Regions from separate parts of the Mus musculus genome. Here regions 2, 3 and 4 are each linked to region 1. The links are chromatin contacts, called in public Hi-C, HiChIP or PLAC-seq and promoter capture Hi-C maps. All regions are on one chromosome and are shown on one strand. Each heading gives the region's core, a stretch centred on a gene start, on an enhancer-like site or on the middle of the called end of the contact. The rest is flanking DNA. Distances are from core to core; before and after follow the strand shown.

What was found. Promoter capture Hi-C pulls out the DNA fragments that hold promoters and counts their contacts. Hi-C and Micro-C count contacts between places; a contact is called where the count stands out from the background. HiChIP or PLAC-seq counts read pairs in DNA pulled down with a chosen protein or histone mark.
Region 2: a promoter capture Hi-C map of liver shows a contact between it and region 1, with 4 times the contacts expected there. The contact joins the promoter of Btla here to the promoter of Cd200r1 in region 1. A contact is called at or near these places in 5 of 39 promoter capture datasets (hippocampal neurons, liver, neutrophils and 2 more) and 1 of 9 other capture datasets (pancreatic islet).
Region 3: an H3K4me3 HiChIP or PLAC-seq map of bone marrow-derived macrophages shows a contact between it and region 1, with 5 times the contacts expected there. The contact joins the enhancer-like site here to the promoter of Cd200r1 in region 1. A contact is called at or near these places in 10 of 39 promoter capture datasets (the C10 cell line, cranial neural crest, embryonic stem cells and 7 more), 1 of 484 Hi-C or Micro-C datasets (bone marrow-derived macrophages), 5 of 115 datasets of contacts at active chromatin or transcription factors (acute myeloid leukemia, bone marrow-derived macrophages, craniofacial prominence and 2 more) and 2 of 9 other capture datasets (embryonic stem cells and liver).
Region 4: a contact with region 1 is called in a Hi-C map of bone marrow-derived macrophages, with 34 read pairs. The contact joins the enhancer-like site here to the promoter of Cd200r1 in region 1. A contact is called at or near these places in 15 of 39 promoter capture datasets (the C10 cell line, the HPC-7 cell line, cranial neural crest and 11 more), 4 of 15 datasets of contacts at CTCF or cohesin (CD8 T cells, the NIH/3T3 cell line and large pre-B cells), 106 of 484 Hi-C or Micro-C datasets (the AML12 cell line, B cells, the Ba/F3 cell line and 67 more), 16 of 115 datasets of contacts at active chromatin or transcription factors (CD8 T cells, bone marrow-derived dendritic cells, bone marrow-derived macrophages and 9 more) and 4 of 9 other capture datasets (adipose tissue, bone marrow-derived macrophages, embryonic stem cells and 1 more).

The regions. Positions count from the first base shown.
Region 1 is chr16:44,764,240-44,767,377 of GRCm38.p6, forward strand. Cd200r1 (CD200 receptor 1) reads left to right here and starts at 1,497. Exons shown (of 7, transcript NM_021325.3): 1 at 1,497-1,833. The coding sequence starts at 1,770.
Region 2 is chr16:45,222,906-45,226,043 of GRCm38.p6, forward strand. It overlaps Btla (B and T lymphocyte associated), which reads left to right and starts at 1,432. Exons shown (of 6, transcript NM_001037719.2): 1 at 1,432-1,556. The coding sequence starts at 1,448.
Region 3 is chr16:45,172,464-45,175,601 of GRCm38.p6, forward strand. It overlaps Atg3 (autophagy related 3), which reads left to right. Exons shown (of 12, transcript NM_026402.3): 6 at 2,786-2,835. Among named protein-coding and RNA genes, the nearest start is that of Atg3, 15 kb to the left of the region's middle. Within about 2 kb of position 1,593, at least 11 of the 459 cell types and tissues checked have an H3K27ac peak or open chromatin away from gene starts, as enhancers often do. A contact at or near this core is called in bone marrow-derived macrophages, where this site is marked.
Region 4 is chr16:45,069,303-45,072,440 of GRCm38.p6, forward strand. No RefSeq gene overlaps it. Among named protein-coding and RNA genes, the nearest start is that of Ccdc80, 23 kb to the right of the region's middle. Within about 2 kb of position 1,584, at least 72 of the 459 cell types and tissues checked have an H3K27ac peak or open chromatin away from gene starts, as enhancers often do. A contact at or near this core is called in the NIH/3T3 cell line, the STO cell line, adipose tissue and 10 more, where this site is marked.

The DNA of each region.
Region 1 (3,138 bases), core at 247-2,746:
CTACTTTGATGTAGTTGCTGGGGACTGCAATCAGGTCTACAGGCTTGTGTGGCAAACACCTTTACCTACTAAGCCATTTCGCTCCCCTGATCATCAAAACTTTTTGATGACATGGACAAAAGCTCATGCCATTATAATATCAAATAGAAAAGAAATACAGACACAGCTAAGAAAATGAACCAGTATCATTGAGGTTGCTTGGCAGAGAATTAAGCACTGCTCAGATTGTCCTCAGAACCTACAGTGTCAACAGCTTCTTGTGATGGAAAAACAGTATTTAAATTTAAATGACATGTCTTCAAGTCTTTCTTTCTCTTAAGGATCTTATCTCCTTGTTCCTTTGAATCAGAATGGTGCACTGAGAAAGCTTGAGAGGTGGAGGAGGGTAATATATAGAGTTTAATGTTTGGCAAGAGGGAAGAGGGAATTGCTAACTTTGAAAATTCGTGCTGTTTTATCTTTTTTTCCTGTTGACAATGTTTTCTTCCTCTTCCTGGAGCATTTTGCTCAGGGGTAGGAAATTCTTACCACAGAGGTTTTTTGGTTTTTTTTTTTTTTTTCCTTCTTCTCAACTGTAATCTAAGTTTATACTAACTAGTAACATTACACAGAATTTTTCTGGGAAGTTAGACTCTCAGATCTATGACAACTCAAAGGCGGTTATCTGTGACTACAACAACCTAACTCCTCGAAAGTCAAAGAGAATGGAAATTCAGTACTGAGCCTCCCACAGAGGTCTGCGACTGAACGTTCACTGATGTGGCAAAAGGGACTATGTGAATGTAATTAAATTAAGGATCTTCGGATGAACAGACAATGCTCATTGGACAAATTAATCGCAAAGGACCTTGTAAGAGGAAGGCAGAAGGGTCATCATCAGGCGATCAGCTATGGCAATGGAACACAGGTTAGAATGATGTCCGATGGCCGCAGGCTAGAGCGCAGAGACATCTGGGTGCTGGAAAAGGTCGTGTCTCCAGAAGAAGCAAAGGCCTGGCTACGCCTTGATTTTAATCCCATATCATGACGTTCAGACTTTTGACTCCCGGGCAGTGCATTAGTGCTGTGTTTAAGCCTCTCATTTTGGGATTGTTAGGGTAATAATAGAAATAATAGAAAATAATAGAAAAACGCATTTGATGCTCCCAGCATTATGTGTGGGGTTCCAGACTAGATAGTAATCTCACCATGGCATTTTCAAGTAGAAATATTTATTCTGCATTAAAGACTGAGGAAGGGTATACACACTATTATTATTATTATTATTATTATTATTATTATTATTATTATTATATTGGAGAACTTTCCAGAAATTCATTGTGGTTAGGAAATTTACAAGCACGCGGCGAAAATCGATCGATAACCCTCTTCAGTTTTGAATGGAGGTTTAGACACATCCATCTGTCTTGGGCATGTTCAGAGCCTTACTGTACAGTTTATCTGTGAGCAGCAGGAGAAGAGAAAGAGCCAATGGGCTGAAAGTAACCCACTCAGTCAGCTTCCTCTGTCTTTGCTTCACGGTTCTGCACAGGAAATCCATTGCTGTGTCAAGTCCCAGAGAAGTTTCTTCTCTTCCAAGCCAGACTAAAGCACGCGAGTGGAAGGAGTTGGCAGGCAGGACGGGGCTGCTCCCTGCGGATGGGTTAAGAGGTGCGCTACCACGCAGAAGCCAACCCGAGAGAAGAGGGATCCGGGTTATGGTCACTGCTGCTCCCTTACCTCTGAGGAGAAAAAGTACCGAGTGAGCGGCGGAAAACCAGAAAACCGAAATGTTTTGCTTTTGGAGAACTTCTGCCCTAGCAGTGCTCTTAATATGGGGGGTCTTTGTGGCTGGTGAGTCTGAAATTTTTTGGGGGGTGTGGGTGGGGAGAATGACTAAGGGAGGAGAGACCTGTTCTGCGCAGCATTTAAGCCTTGTCCCTTTTCGCTGGGTAACGCAAGCCAATTTCTGTTGTAGAGATAAGGGTTGCTCCAGATATGGGTTACCTTGTCACCTCTACTTTCTGCTTTGTCTGATTTATTTTTGCTTTGTGTTCTATAATGTCCTCCACTGTCGCTTCCTCATCTCCCCTCCCCCTTCAGGACAGGTCAGGATAAATTAAACACATATTCATAGCAATCAAAATGACATGGGGGTCTCTGTATCTTCTTCTTGGGGAAAACCAAAAACCAAAAACCAAACCAACAACCAGCTATCATCTCTGGTCTCCCTCGCCAACAGTGTAAGTTGGGAACGTATCTTTTTTTTTTTTTCCTGACACTTTTCGTGACTGCAGGCTTTACACATACAGTTACACTGGTGTATCTGTGATGTATATTTGCCTTTATCTTGAAGATATGTGGGCTACAGGAGTCACTTTCTGAATCAGGAGGTGCACGCCTCAATGTCTGCAGTTTTGTAGGAGTTCAATAGAATTTGGGGCTACCGTGCGGGTGTCCTGATTTCACTGTAGAAGGGTGGTGGGAGTTCGTGTAGGAGGCTTTTTCATGTTTCACTTTTAGTAGCTGCAGTAGCTACGAGGGAACAACAGACTTAGCTCTGAAATGTATAGTTTAACAATTTAAAGGAGACACGGTATTTCTTTCCTTTCACCAGAATTCCTTTAAAAATCACATTTTGGTCTATCTTCCAGAAAGAGAACATCACATGATAGTCTTACTGGTGAGCACACGTAAGATAACTATGATCCACCACTGCACCCTTCTGCTGAGAATTTTCAGTTATCTGTTCTTTTTGATGTGCATAGCAAGCCATTGAGGTCAGGATGGAAGAAAGCTCCGTTTCACATAGCTAGAACCTAAGCTTAGGGCGGTGAAGTGCTTTGTCCGCAGTACTTATTTCCATAAGCACCACAAAACATTGGAGTGTGCAGTTTACCCGGATTGCTTTTCACTGAGAGGCACCCATTGTAGCACAGCTGAAAACGCTAAGCTAATTATTTGTTTATAATTTGAAGGGGGGGGGAGTGTCCTGAGTCTTTCAGTAGTTGGGCTTCTCTAGAAAGCCTTTAAAGTCTGTGCAGGATCAATTTGACAGGGAAAGCCCAGTCAGGTTGTGTCAGGTTGTGTATTAGTAGATCAGACAAAAAAGCAACAAAATGGAAACATAGCAGAGTTTGAATTTTGAAAGCTGAAAGG
Region 2 (3,138 bases), core at 182-2,681, 460 kb after region 1:
AGAGGAGGAGGAAGAGGAGGGGGAGGGGGAGGAGGAGAGAGAACAAGAACCACTAGAGAACTATGATGGTCTGGAGTTGACAGAGTTTATTTGTGGTTTGGATGATATCTCGAGCTTTAGGATGGGTGGTGATTCAAGGCTTTTCTTCGAAACCTCTTAGGCTATTTTAGAGGTACATTGAGCCTTGTTTCTACTGCCAACAGGAGTTTTGCACCCCATTCTGAGCAAGGAAGGGGGATGAGTTGTATAAAATGAACCATAAGCAGGGTGCTTCCTTGGTCAACAGTGCAGATTCTAGGAGCTCTGCAGACTACCTGTATCATCTGGCGTACCAGGGGTGCGTGAGCATCAGCATGGATTGGCTGAGTTCCTTAAATTCTGGAGCGGCGTTCACTCATGTTGGTATTCCAGCCACTGTGGCTTATCTGGACAAATATGCAATAGGTACCCTAAATGGAGTTTGGCCTTGGAAGGGTACCATTAGCCTCTGAGGGAAAGATTTCTCAATTTCATTCAATGAGTTAAACTGCACAGGTGCCACCTCTCCATTTGGAATTACCAAATTCCTGTTGTTATAAGCTAGTGATTGAACGTGGGCTGCGTGCCCACAGCCCCTCAGCAACCCTGAGCTATCCAATTTTGAACTTTTTCCATTTCTTACTTTACTGCTTCATCTCGACAACAACCACATAAAGCATGCGGAAAATGAAAGTTTCCTCTAATTGGCACTCAAGTGCTCATTTTGCTTAGAACTTTAATATTTAGGAAGATCGTGTAGCTAGTACTAACGGCAAGCATGTATTCCGTTGATAGGCATCTACAGACTGAAGAAGGAGGCCCTTCCCTCTTCTGTTGATGAAATGCACCCTGTCAGTCATTTTCTCCATAACGTCAGATAAGTCTTCATTGGTTTCATGACAAGGAACATTCTCATCTTACTGTGCCTTTATGGGAGCATGGGGGGAGGGTTGTAAGATACATTACACTGATGAAGTATCATAATCACAAACTATAAAAAGGGGAAATATATGCTTACCATAGGTACTTTTTGTATGAATTTCCTGACCCTGATTTGATCAGAATCTAAACCTAAAGACTGTAACAATTTAGATCTTTTTTTTTTTAAGTTTAATTGTTCACTTTGAGAAAAACCTCAAGGTTATGCAAGAATGGTGGCAGAGCGGAAGCAAGGAGCCAGCTGCTTTGCACATCAGAGGGCTTGAAAGAGAACAGCAGGTCGGATCAGAAACAAAACCACAGCAGGGCCTCTTGCTCTCACAAATCCTTCGGACTACTCACACTGTCCTCTCCCACCAGGTCTCCTGATTTGATTTAAATTAATTAATTTATTTTGGCCTAAGATGCTGCTAGTGTGAATAACGTGACCCAGCTCTGAAGATCTCTAGGGAGGAAGAGGAAGTTTGCCCTTACCTGACACGTGCTGGGAATGAAGACAGTGCCTGCCATGCTTGGGACTCCTCGGTTATTTAGGGAATTCTTCATCCTCCATCTGGGCCTCTGGAGCATCCTTTGTGAGAAAGCTACTAAGAGGAATGGTAAGGGACCTACTAAGAAAGCTGGTTTTCTTCCTCGGGGTTCCTGTCAGTGATAGTTGAGCTTGCTCTGTGGAGAGGGATGTTCATGTCCAGGGCATATATAGCTCAGAGTGATGAGTCCCTTTTGCTTCTTGAAAACGCTCCAGGATGTGAGTGAAGTTAGGACATGCTACTCACCTGGCTACAGAGCAAAAACTGATCCATAGCTGGAGCTAAGTTTCCTAAAACCAGGTCCTGATGGTAAGTGAAGAGATTTGAGCAGATGTTATAAATGTGTCAGTACAGATTTGTCACTATTACAAAACTCTCTGTGGCTGCCATGCTAACAGAAAAGACTTGTTACGTTCATGTCTTGGTATCAGATGTCAGCAGGATGTTGTAGTGCTTACTGGGGTGGGAAAGCTTTTGGATACTTGTGGTTATAGCTGTGGCCATGGTTACACTCAAATAATGTTCAATCTAAATAGACTGCCTCCTTCTTTCTGTGGGGTATACTATGAGAATACTGTGGGGTGTACTATGAGAGTACTAAGCAGGCTTCTCGATGTGAGGCTGAAGAGTAAATCATGAGTGTCGCTTTAGTTTGTCTGGACAGGATGATTTGTGAATGGTCGCCAACTGAAAATAGGAAACAATTCTCCATAGTTTATGAAGACAAGGTCTGTAATGCTTGGGATCCTTGGGTTATTTATCTTCCACCATCACACGTGTAGCAACTGGGCACATTCGTGTTGGATTGAAAAATAGAACCACTGAGGTCCTGTGGAATGTCATCTTGAAATCTGGAACTGTGAGGTTTAGGATTCAATGATCTGATGTCACAAGACCACCTAGCCAAGAGCAGAGTAGAACTTCTTCTTAGTCATTCAAGCCCTTGTTTATTATTACCCACCTCTGAAAGACAAGAGGAGTCAAATATTAATTCTATTTAATTCTAAGGGACCTCTTGCAGACTGGACTCTGTGAAACAAAGGAAATATTTTTAATTTTATAGCACAATTGGGGTTGTAATTCGCATTATATTCTTCTACCCAGTATGTTATAATCTGGTATTTATTACGCACAGAAACTTGGTTATCAGGTGGGAGTATTTATTCCCTCTGCTACTTACATTATGAACTCAGTTAAGTTTCTTCTCCTTTCTTAGTTTTCCTTTCTTCATTAAAAAATATATAATTATACCTAGCAGTTGGCCTTTTCTTATACCTATAGTGCCTAGCTATGGTAAGTAGATGCAATTAAAGCTTGATAAATGTTAATGGTGACCTTTGCCAATAGTTTTTTCCTTCAGTACCTTTGATAAAATCCAATTAAATGAGAACTTAGGTTTAACATTAAAACCTTAAGTAGATCTAGTTTTAAAAATCGCCAAATGCTATAGATATTTAGTTATGAAGTAAGATTATAATGCAGGCATACATTGTAGAATGTTTAAATCAATTGAGCTAACTTGCCTATGACCTTACATACTTATCATTTTAAATTTACCAGATCTTAATTTTAAAATAATTAGCTGTAGTCACTGTGTTTTGACTAGAACATTTTACTTATGTCTAGCTCTGACTTCATGCTTTGTTATTAA
Region 3 (3,138 bases), core at 343-2,842, 410 kb after region 1:
TAATTAATTCTTATCTTTATTAGAGATACTTAAAGAATTAAAACTTTGAACTGTGTCTCAGGATAAGGCAGTACTCCCAACTCCCAATAAGTGCCTTGCTTCACCTCATCCAGGTTTCATTGTTGTTTTTTCCTATTAATTAGCCTCTGTATTGGTCAGTTCTTTAGAGGTGCAGAACCAATAGGGGTGTGCTGGAAGGATAGGTATGACAGGAGAAATGGAGCTTTCTGTCACGCTAGAGGAAAACCACAGGACATAGAAATGGATTTATTTACAGTTGTGACTAGACCTGAAATAGAAAAGATCTCTTCCTTCTCTTCAGTGATGCTATGATTTTACAGAAAAGATGAGACAAAGTTCAGGAAATGTAATGTAGATTTAGCTAGGACATAAATTGTCAGGCCTAAGTGAATACTCTCCCTCTTCCTCTATAGCCAGGACTTACATCCTACTCTCTCCCAGGATAGGATCTCTTGTGGAAATTTTAATTCTCCAGTGCTCATTCTTTGAGGATCACTGCTACACTGTAATATAAGTAGATATAATATATTTTAAGGAATTGGTTTATATGACAGTTGAACTTTGCAGAGCATGCCCCAACAGGCTGGAGCACCAAGGAGCGGTTGATACTGTGGGCAGTTCTTTAGTGGCTTTCATTTTCTTTTCTCTCCTTTACTTGATTGGATGCAATTTACCTACTTTTTGAAAGATGATTTGCTTTATTTAATACTGGTTTTAATATTTATTCAAAGTCTCTTAAAAAGTACCTCCACTGCAACCTTTGGACTAGTTTTTGACGAGCTAGCTAGCTAACCCAACACTAACCAGATTGACAGAATAGAACATCACAAGTCTGGAGTGTGACTATTTATAAACATTTGAGCTTTCTTTTGCTTTGTCAGGTGTGCTATACTTTTAAAATTAAGAATATTTTAAAAATTATCTTTTTGACAATTTTACATATATGTCTAGTATACCCTGTTCATATCCTTGGTTACCCCTCTCACTTTATGTCCTTTTTAAAAAGTTCTCATGTCCTTATTGTTTTTATGTGTATGATGTCTTATCAATATGTATGTTTGCATTGTGTGCACACAGTGGAGTGCCTGGGGAGGCCAGAAGAAAGAGTATAGGATTTCCTAAAACAGGAGTTAGAAACAGTTCTTATTTACCACGTGTGCTGGGAACCTAACCTCCATCCTCTGGAAGAGCTATCAGTGCACTTAACCTCTAAGCAGCCCCTCCTTTGTTTTCTTTTTAAATGATTTCACTGAGTTGAATTAATGTAGGCTACATGTACATGGATGTGGGACCAACCGCCAGAGCTTGGGCAATCCACCAGTGGTGCCTGCCTGCAAAACAAACACAAATCTTTATCTACCTCCCTGAGCAGCCATCAACACCAGTGGTACTCACTTGGGGTGGAACCTCATGAGTACCTTCCCCATCCATGATGTGAGCTTAATTGGCTTAAATCTTATGTAGGTCTTGTGCAGATAAGCAGAGAGTTGCTGTGAGATCATGAGTACATTGTCCATGTCAGAATACAGCACCCCTCAGCATTCCTTCCCAACCCACCAGCTTCTCCTTTCTTTCTACCACTTCCTCCCTGAAGTTCCCTAAGCCTTGGGGATAAAGAGTCATACTGAGGGCTGAGCAGCTACCTAGTAGTCACTTAGTCTTAGCCCTTTGACCATCAGGAATCTCTGCATGACTGCTTCCCACTGCAGAGAGAGGCTTCTCCAGCTAGTGCCTGGGGGTTGGTGTAATGGGATGCTACTACATTATTATATTTTGGCAGGTTGATGAGGTTTCTTTTTATGTTCAGTAAATAATTCTGTATTTTTAGTTTGATTGGATAGATTTGGGTTTTACCGTCTTGATTGATCATATCTATTGTAGGATGATAGCCAAACTGCTATGAAATAAAGACTTGTAATGCTGGTCTTTGGAGGGTGCCATCTTCCATTTGTGAAGGTGAGCTCATAATCCTTTGGTTTAGGACTGTTAAAGGCATGCCAACTTTAGAGTAAGAAAATACGCTGCATTTATTGGGAGCTAAATGCATTTTGAATTTAGGACTTTAAATCTGTTGTAACATTAGGTACTGAGTCTCCCATCCTGGTTAAACTGTCCTTTTGAGAACTGATAGGTGCCTGGGATTGAATTGTTATGCAGGACTCTGGTGTAGTGCTGCTGCTTATCTGCACTGTACCTTTCTGTGACAAGGGACTTCTGAGGATGTACCGCTGAGTAATACACTTAAAATAGTTAGCCAAAGTCTGACTGTCAACTTCATTCTTCATAGGGAGAAACTGTTACTCTCTTTTACAGATGGAATTATATGGATAAAATGTAGACATACTTGGTGAAGTAAAAGGTCTGTACGAGTGTGGTATGGTCTTACTACATTCAGATGGCCAATGTTTTTGAAGCAAATAGTGTGTGTCAACAAAACCAAAACCTAATTTTGATGCAGCTCTAATTAAAGTGTAAACAGAAGTCATATACTCTCTTGATTGTAGTGTGTGTTGTGAAAAAATTCAAATGAAGAATAGAAAATGGACCAAGTCATGGTGATATAGATACGTTGCTAAATTAGAGTTTTTGAGGCATATTTTTGGAGGTACCTTTGGATTATTTGGAAAAGTTCATTTGTAAAGAATCTGTCAAAATATGCCTGTTTCAGTGTTGTTATAAGCAGTTAAATAAATGTTTTATTCACATAACTGAAATGTTTGCAGCTTAATTTTAGTTATTTTTTTTTCTGCTGAATTCTAAACAGGTATTACAGGAATTACTGAAGCAGTTAAGGAGATTACACTGGAAAGCAAGGTATTACTTAACGTTTCTAAAGTCAGTGACCCTAGTTTTTGCCTATATTTAAATTTTAAATTGTATTTGTGTATTTATTTTGGGTGTGTGTATGTGAATGTGTGTATATCAAGGCAAGGATGTAGAAATCTGGTGGATACCTTGGGGTAGTTGGTTCTCTTGTTTCGTGAGGTGGGCCCAGCAGATAGAATTCAGGTAATCAGGCTTGTAACTAATGAATTGCAATAAAAGTCCTAGTGTAATAAATAAAAGTCCTAGTGTAACTCCACTGGACAGTAAATGCTTAAAAGGAAGATTTGGGAG
Region 4 (3,138 bases), core at 334-2,833, 310 kb after region 1:
AAACTATTTTTCCTTTTCTTCTTATTTGTTGTAAAAAGAATACCTTTTATGGGAATTAAGTAATGACCATAGACCCACTCTATAAATCTACGGTTCTCTACCAGTATTTATTACTGTGTTTATGAAAGGGCTTACCAAGTGCATACTCCTTAGGAGGGTCTCAGGAAAGCAGAAAGGTGACCTAGACAACTAGCCGAGCCATGGCTGCCCATGAAGGTGGGAGACAGGAAAAAGAGGCACTGTAACCTCTTCTTCCAGGTGAAGATACCAGCACGAGCCTTGAGGGAAGGCTGGGAAAGGGATTGGAAATTTGGAAGAGGTCAAGAGTGGCTCAGTTCAAAGTGTGCTCAAGGGAGACTCTAAAGCAGCAGACACCTTTGACCTGGGTCTGGATAATCAGGGCCCCAGTGGAATTGAAATCTGCAAAGAGAAAAGGTGATGGGAACATTAAAGGAGCACACGGAGCCATTGTCCACCTCACAGCACTCTGGCATGCATAGAGTGAAACCACGGATATCAGAGGACAAACAGCAATGGCAGGTAGTGTACCTAGGCTATGCTGCACGAGGCTCTGATAGCAGCAGCTGGCTCTCAAAGTTTAGGGACAAACTCCAGAGGAGCTTGAGTGCTGGGTTACAGAGTGTGAGCTGTTTCCAGTAGCTGAGAGCTATAATGGAGACTGAGCACAATAGCCCAACTGACATGGTGGGTTAGGAAGAGAACCCTACACCTGGGTGCTGGAGGGGCTGCTATGGCTCCCATGGTAACCCTGATGAAGAGTTTTCAGACAGGGCTGTACCTTGGTCCTCCTGTGAGCCAGGGTCAGAACCTCCCACCGTTGCAGTGGTCTAGGAAACATGGAGAACTTTTGAATTCAAGAGCACTGAGGCATGGAACAAACAAACTCCCTCTTCCAAATACTACGGAACTCATAAGATGGACGCAAATAACTCAATTCCTTGGTGAAAATCAGTGAGTCTTCACAGCCTCAGCACAGTTTGCTTTATCTGTAGTTTCAGATCAGAAAAATAGAGAAGAGAGAAAAAACAGTTTGTCTAAACACTAATCTGCTATGACTCAAAACCCCAATGAGTGCAAGCCAGACTCTACTTTCCACCCACTCAGGGCTGGGCCTTTCACATTTGGTAACAGCTGACCAGAGCATCTTCATGTAATATTGGCACTCTCGAAACTCCCAAGGGCTGGACTGAAAAAGCTGATCCAGACCCTGTCCTCATCCAGAACCAGAAAAGCTGTGGGGAGATGAGTGGCAGCTGGTGAGCCAATGGGCGAGTAGCTGATGGAGTGGAAGCTTCAGCTATGACTCACGGAGATGCAGAACAAGGCCAAGTTGCCCTGCCCAGCTGTTCTAGAGCTTCAAAACTAAATAGAGGAAAACCAGATGTTCACTTTTTTCAAAAATGAAATACCGACTACAAATGCAAAATGTAATTTTACTACCCAAATGCATACCACAGAGTACTTGCAGAATCAGAACAGACTTTTGCTAGCCTTCACGGGGTGTCTAGGGGACAAATATAGAGAAAGGACTGCATATTTCTCATCTCCTTTAGACTTCGTGCTACACTCCAGGGAGTATGAGACACTGTCTCGGTATGCCCACAGGGCAGCAATTAGCTTGTGTTTCATCTATTTAGAGTTGGGAGCAAACATAGGAACAACCTGCCTATTCCCAAGGCAAAGGATACTGGTTAAACAAGAGCAAGATAGGTAGTTAAGGACTTCGCCCTATGACCTCAAAGAAAGGTTATCCCATCAAAAAAATCAAAACCAAAACCAAATGAAAAACTCATCTGGCACGAATTTGCCAACATAGAGAAAAGCACCAGGAAACCAATCAGATACATAAGCTTTAGAAACATACCAAGCATGGGGTTTAAAATTGTTTCCATTAAAGTAAGCAGCTGGCTTTTGGGGCTCCCTTTCAGGTATGAATGTTATAATGGAGGCTGCCAGAGGCTAAGCCCTCTCTCCCAATGATGAATAAGTGACTAAGGAGCATGTACCTCCAGGCCAAGATCTGAGTTCATGAATTCTATAAATGATAAAGAAGATGCTAGAAAGGTCCAGGGGTGCAACGGACCACCCCAGCCAGGTATGGGGGTTCCTGGGATGTGGGTTCTTGAGGTCAGGTGGGTAAGGATTGGGTGGTGACAAACAGAAACAAACACAGAGGCAGAATACATACCACGAATGCATACCACACCCCATACTAGCCTTCACAGAGTGTCTGGGGTACAAATATAGAGAAAAGGCTGCATATTTCTCATCTCCTTTAGACTTCGTGCTACATTCCAGGGATTATGAGACACTGTCTTGGTATGCCCAGAGGGCAGCAATTAGCTTGTGTTTCATCTGTTTAGAGTCAGGAGCAAACATAGGAACAACCTGCCTCTTCCCAAGGCAAAGGAACCTGAGTGTGTTTTGCAGCTCTCAAGCAAGGGTTTTATACATAAGAGAAACAGGTGCTACAGCTCTGAAGAGCTGTGTTCAGTGAAGCAGCGAAATAGAACAGAAATAACAATAATCATTTGGTACATCAAAATACAAAATCATCCAAGTCTTACAACTTCAAAAAAAAGGTGTTTTCAGTAAAACATCTAGGTAGAATGAATATTGTTATGATCATTTGGTACATCAAAATACAAAAATTATCTAAGGCTAGTGGCAAATTCCCAAGAACAAGCTAATGAATGTGTGTGATCAGTTACTGTTTGACATCAGCTCCTGTTTCTCTGTAAATCTTCAAAACATAAACTTATACTGTTTTAATTCTTTTTATTTAAGGTTTTCTTAAACAATATACCAAAACCTACTTCCGATGACACACGTGCAGCCATATAAAATATTATTGTTGGGAAAGTTTTTATCAATACTATCTGATACATGATTTATATTGTTTTCCCAGAGATGGGGTCATGTTTCGTGACTCCATTTCAAGGGATGGTTTTGTAGCCACGATACTCACTTAAGATCTTAGCCTAGGCTATCAGGAACATCTTGTATATAGGAAAAGGAATAGAAAACATAAAACAGATAAGTAGCCAAGAGAACTACAGCTCAATAGGTTTTTTTTTTTTCCCAGTGAAGAGTTCCACAACCCACTCCAGGAGGCCT